Linked DNA regions of Mus musculus: region 2 is linked to region 1. The links are chromatin contacts, called in public Hi-C maps. All regions are on one chromosome and are shown on one strand. The core of a region is the stretch at or near the end of the contact, and the rest is flanking DNA. Distances in the headings are between cores, read along the strand shown.

The links. Hi-C and Micro-C count contacts between places; a contact is called where the count stands out from the background.
Region 2: a contact with region 1 is called in a Hi-C map of cranial neural crest, with 2.4 times the contacts expected there. The contact joins two enhancer-like sites. A contact is called at or near these places in 1 of 39 promoter capture datasets (the C10 cell line) and 15 of 484 Hi-C or Micro-C datasets (the C10 cell line, the C2C12 cell line, the HL-1 cell line and 8 more).

Annotation. Positions count from the first base shown.
Region 1 is chr3:40,395,718-40,398,813 of GRCm38.p6, reverse strand. No RefSeq gene overlaps it. Among named protein-coding and RNA genes, the nearest start is that of Gm30184, 57 kb to the left of the region's middle. Within about 2 kb of position 1,818, at least 5 of the 459 cell types and tissues checked have an H3K27ac peak or open chromatin away from gene starts, as enhancers often do.
Region 2 is chr3:40,440,093-40,442,906 of GRCm38.p6, reverse strand. The region is part of intron 3 of Gm30184 (a long non-coding RNA gene); the gene reads left to right. Among named protein-coding and RNA genes, the nearest start is that of Gm30184, 12 kb to the left of the region's middle. Within about 2 kb of position 1,281, at least 20 of the 459 cell types and tissues checked have an H3K27ac peak or open chromatin away from gene starts, as enhancers often do.

The DNA of each region.
Region 1 (3,096 bases), core at 569-3,068:
CTCTTTTTTAAAGAGCAAAGCTCAAGTTATATGACCTTCTGGGTGCCTGCTAAGTGATTTGTGACACAGACATTTTGAGCACACGCGGAAGAGAGAGCCTTATCCAGCGGGTTTTTCTTTTTCAAGGTAGTTTCAGACAAGAACAGGGGCAGAAATGTCTCCTTTCTCCCTTCATTTTGGATTCCATTTAACTGAGACTGGAAATTCGAGATGAAAATATGAAAGAACAAGAGAGGGAGAGGTGGGAGCAGCAGTCTTAGCCCGGAGGGGTGGGTCTGAGTGATTTATGATGGGCCAGGGGAAGTGGGGGGCCTCTTCCACACTTCTCAGGAAGGCCGCGATGAGTTGCAGTAACAATCCCTTGACTACTGCAGCCTTGTTCAAATAAGTCCTTCTGTATTCCAGCTTCCTTTCAAGCTCATGAGCGGTACCCACCTCAGCTTAAACGGCCAATCGGTTTCTTTCTGCCTCGAAGAAGGAAGTCTCTGAGGAGCTTTGCAATTTTACTAGCTCAAGAACGTCAACACTCAGCCTGGACCAGATCGGTCACGGAGGCAGCAGTTGCTCTTTGTGAAAACACATCTCTCCTCGGGCTTTAAATCACAGCGTTTCCCTCTCTGCCACTGGCTTTCTCCGTGGAAACGGACTGTAGTTTGATTACTTCTCTACCACTCATCCAAGAATTCCTGACTCCTGTGGGAATTGAATGCAAACCCGGAATGATGTTTGATTTTCTTCTCATGAATGGCAGAAGAGGGACAATCCCAAACACTCTTCCAGCGTCATTAGGAGGAAATACCTCATGAGATCGTGAGGCATCAAATTTGACTTTCTCGGAGGATTTTGTATTCAGAGATGCTGGTCCGAGAGACTGGTAGAACCAGGGTTCTCAGGTATATGGCATTGTCTCAGTTAGGATTACTCATGCTGTTATGAAATACCATGACCAGAAGGAACTTGGAGGGAGATTTATATGGTCTATATATCCCGAATCACAGACCATTGCCAGAAGCTAAGACTGAAACTCAAACCAGGCATAGGTAGGAACCTGGAAGCAGGAGCTGATGTAGAGGCTGTGAAAGAGAGCTAAACTGGCTCACTTCCTCAGCCTGTCTTCTTACAGAACCCAGAACCATAAGCCCTGAGACGGACCCACCCACAGTTGGTGGGCCCCGGCACACCAATAACTAGTTAAGAAAATGCCCCGTATGCTTGCCCACAGGCTACTCTTATGGAGGCGTTTCCTCAATCGAGCTTCCTTCCTTTAAAATGGCTTCAGCTTGTGTTAAGTTGACATAAAACTAGCCTGTACAAGCAGGCTGGGGACACAGTCTTGAAGGTCATGAACTTGGGAGCCAGGCCACATTAGGCTCTAATGCTGACTTGGGCACTTAGACTTTGTATACCTGGTGCAGGTTCCTTAAACTTTCTCTGCCTCAGTTTCCTTACCTGTTCATAAGGATAACAATAGTCCTGGCTCCCGAGGACACTCTGAGGATTCAGTCATGACAAATGTAAAACACTTAGACAGGTTTATTACATATTCTGTGTTACTACCTACTATTTGTGACTAAATGGTGAATCCTGAGATTCTCGAGAAAGAAAGGACCAAGTCCACATTTTTTTTTTTTTTCAATTTAAAGCAAACTGTATTTGGGAGTACTTGAGACTGGCCAGCTGGCTGTCTCTCCCTAAGTCAGGGTTTGAGCGAGCAATCTCCACTGGCTCCTTGAAGTCCCTCTTATAGGAGAGATAAGGTATTCATAGGGGTGAGAGGGTTGGTGGTTACTCTCTGTTAAAAGGATACAAGGAACAAAGGCAAGGATGTAATTCAAGTGAACTGGAGGTTCCAAGCAGTAACAAAGGCAAGGATATACATCAGTGAATGTGGGTTACAAGCAGTTTATGTCAAACCAGGAACTTGCTCCTGATTGTGAATAGAAGCCTTAATTAGCAGGGACATAACACAGGACAAATGGCCTTAGAAGCCTTAATTAGCAGGGACATAAAATGAGGCAAACTTAACTTATCTTTTAGCTAGGATTTAGGACCAAATGGGAGCTTCTTTTGAACGGTTTTAGCTGTAAGCAGAGCAAGCACTTTTTCCATAAGGTGTATTCTGTTTTGGTCTTACATCCACCTGGGCGGTATTTGTTCCGGTTCTGTCTCCCATAAACATTCTCTGGTGTGTTTGCTGGACGCTTGCATTTGCCCCCTTCCCTCCCTGACTTTGTCCCTGGCAGATGACTACCAGTTGTGAGCAGTATTTTCTGAACCCTCTTTCCAGCTGATTTTAATGCTGGGCTCAGCCAGGGGAGGATCTGGGAGTGTGGATGGGTGGAGGGGAAGGGAGGCATGCATCTCCTCTCGTGCTTCCATGCAGTGTTTGCTCCTGCAGTGGAACGGCTTCTGTAAGCTTCAGCTCCTGTCTTGCAGCCGCTTCTGCAATTCTTGCTCTCACTGGGTCCCATTTCAGCTCTGGAGTGCCACCACTTCCCTGGGAGAGCCTCTGGATGCCCCCAGAGTCCTTTGTTTGTTAGCTCAGTCTCCTCTGTGCCTCTAACATAATTAGTAAGTGTTAGTAAGTGGCCAAGTCAGCATTGGAACCTACAAGGCCGGGCTCTAAAGTTTATGGTCTTTAAGACCGTGTCCCCTGCCTGTCTCTGCTGGATGGTTTCATGTCACTTGACACAAGTGAAAGCCATCTGAGAGGGTGTGAACTTCAATTAAGAAAAACATATCCATATGATTGGCAAGCCTGTACGGCATTTTCTTAATTAGTCATTTGCCCCAGAATCTCCCCATCTGAAGGGTGGGCCTGGAGAATCTTGTTTTCTACTGGGCTTTGACCCATAAGTATGCTATAATTTCATATTTTAATTAGACAGGTTTTAGAATATCCCATCTCTGAGTCTGTTCTTACTAACAAATGGAGAAAGCTTCATTTAAAAGATATGATTATAGATTAGAATACCATTCTTATTTCTTTCTCTGGATTCTTTAAAACATTAATACCTTAATGCATAAAATCTATTTTATTTCATATGTATGTGTGCCTGAGGGTATGCGTGTGTATTACATATATGCAGAAGCCCA
Region 2 (2,814 bases), core at 32-2,531, 45 kb before region 1:
GGCTAAGATGGACTCCTCTTCATGGCACAGCAATTGCAGCTAACACGGTTGACCACTGGACTGCCAACGCACAGGGCAGGCTGAGCAGACCACATGAGTTATCTCTCATAGATTGAGGCCTTCAACACAAATTCTTAAGATTTTTCCTTTAGACTCACAACAATATGCTTGCTTTGCCTCCCAAGCTCTGGGATTAAAATGTGCCACCGCATGTCTTGTTTCTCTTGTAAAAAAAAAAAAAAACCAAACAAACCCATTACTTTGTTTATGAGTAAGCCTGTGTGAATATATGCAACATATGTGAGTCCAGGGAAGCCAGAGAGGACACCAGTTTCCTTGGAGCTGGAGTTACAAGTGATTGTAAGCCACCTGATGTGAGAGGAATCAAATTCAGGTCCTCTGCTATGGCATTGTCGCTCCTACTGCTAAGCCATGTTGTTGGCCCCTGTTGCTCATCGAGAATCCACAGAAGAGATTATAGAAATGGAAATGCATGACGAGGTGTTGTGAGAACGTTAAATTCTAGTACTTCCAACCCTGTGAAAGCAGTATTTCCTTGAAGCCACTCTACCTTATGGTCCCTGAGGAGAGGAGAACCAATGTCTTGGGGAGAAGATGGATGTATACAAAGCTAAGAAAGGCCACATGCATGCAAAGGCAGGGCCAGAGAGGTGGTTGCTCACAGCCCAGTGTCTGGCCTTCTTGCCTCTTTTTGGGGTAAATCTTAGTAGGTCTGAGAGGCGATTCAAAGCTAGGAGTCCGGGGAATCACTCAGGGAAACAGCTTCATGTCTAGATGGGACATGAAGACAACAGTCCCATGTCTGTTCAGGTATGAGGCTGTCTCAGGAGCTAGAGGACTGTTCATGGACAGGCCCAGAGAGTCATGGGACATTTACTGAGTAAATCAAGGAGGACGGTACTAGGGATGGAGCTAGGATTGTGTGTCAGCCTGAGCAGGGTCTGGCCTAGAAGCTGTTTCTTGAACTTCCTGGACCCATGTGGGTAAGGAAGTCCAGTGTGTCCCCATGGCCATGGTGGAGTGCCCTGGGCAGAGACCAACACTGTCTTCACAGTTAATCACATATTGTGCTCGAGCGACTGCTCAGTCAGGAGTCACTGACCTGGGAGTGTGTGCATTGGGAGAAAAGGACTGACTCCCACGAATGGTTTTCTTTTTGCTTCTACTTTCAATGAGTGCAGATGCCACACCACAGTATCTCAGGGGCAGGAAGGAGCCGAGTAGTTAGGAGCTGTGTGAACGTGTACCTTTTAGCATCACAAGGCATAATTGGTACTAAGACAAATCTAACAAAAGGAACCTTGATGGGGGCGGGGCGCGGGGAGGTACCTTTGTTTGTCCTTGGTGACTTTTCTTCCTAGAAACACCCAAGCCTACCACAGATTTAGGTCTATGCTGAGCATACAATTTCCTGTTCTAAATGTTTGTGCGCCTTCTTTTTTTCTGAGTATTTCCACAGTTTTTCAAACTGCCACAGTTTTTCAAAACAGCCATGACTTGCTTGTACTCTTCCCCCTCCCCCTTCCTGTCCTGAGTACTTCTCCTGGCCTCTTTATGGCTGCAACTGTCTCCTTTATGCCTCTCCTGGGGGCGTCGGGCTTCCTCTTCTCAGTCAAGCTTGTATTTGGGGAAGCTTTTGAGAAATGCAGCCTCCACTCAGACCTCGGGATGTTGCTGCCTACACGCTGTTTCATTTATGAATGCCTGTCTGCTCCAGGAACTGAAGTGGATTAGGAAGTAGTAGGCAGACTGCCTTGAAATTCCATGTCAACATAAGTACTAATTAGAGAGAAGTTTTCCAGAGAGTAATGCTGTAACAAACCTTGTATTCAAGGAAGTTGAGGCAAACTGAAAATCTTAAAGTTCAGATGAGAAAGGATACTTAAGCTTTCTGAATCAGTCACTCCGGGCAGACAGCGTTGCTAACAAGGGCTGTGATAATCCAAGATGAAATAGTCACCAGGAAGAAGTCTTTGTAATATCTCTCTCTCTCTCTCTCTCTCTCTCATCTCTCTCTCTCTCTCTCTCTCTCTCTCTCTCTCTCTCTCTATATATATATATATATATATATATATATATATATACATATACATATGTACATGTGCATGTGTGTACAGACATGTCACTGTGTGTAAACACATATGCATATGATTATGTGTGTGCATGTGAAGATTAGGTATCAAGGTGGGTGTCTAAGTAGGAGACAAGGAAACTTTATTTTAAAACCAAATCATTTGAAAAATATATCAAAGGCTTGACATAGCAAACAGAATCAGACATGTGTATTCTTGTTTCAAGTAATAATCTAAATGCCATGCTGGGACAGCAACACTGCACTACAAAGCCCCAGGCCACAATGGCATTTGGTAAGGAGTGGGCCTGTCTCGCTCTGTAATGGTCCTAGCTTACTTTGGCCCAAATCGCTTACTTTTAAGCTTCCTTTCTGCTAGCGATTACCTCTACAGGACTCTGTGAATTTGGGGGCTGAGTAATACCAGGCTTGGACTTTTATCCTGGAAAATCTATGTTTTCCCAAGTCCAGTGCTTCTCCACAGTTCCTGTTTTCTCTTTACTCTCAGCTACTGAAAGGCGAGTGACAATCAGGACCCCTGCTTTTCATGGAGATGTGTCACTTTGCCACAGAAGTCAGTGAAGGAAGCCGGTTCCCCCACACAGTGTGACACTCTCCGGCTTCTTTAGGAGCCTCCAGAATGACAGAATTTGAAGAAACAGACATTCCCATCTTGATGGCCAGAAAATACAAAGATCCTCTAGAAGTTATTCAATCCACCT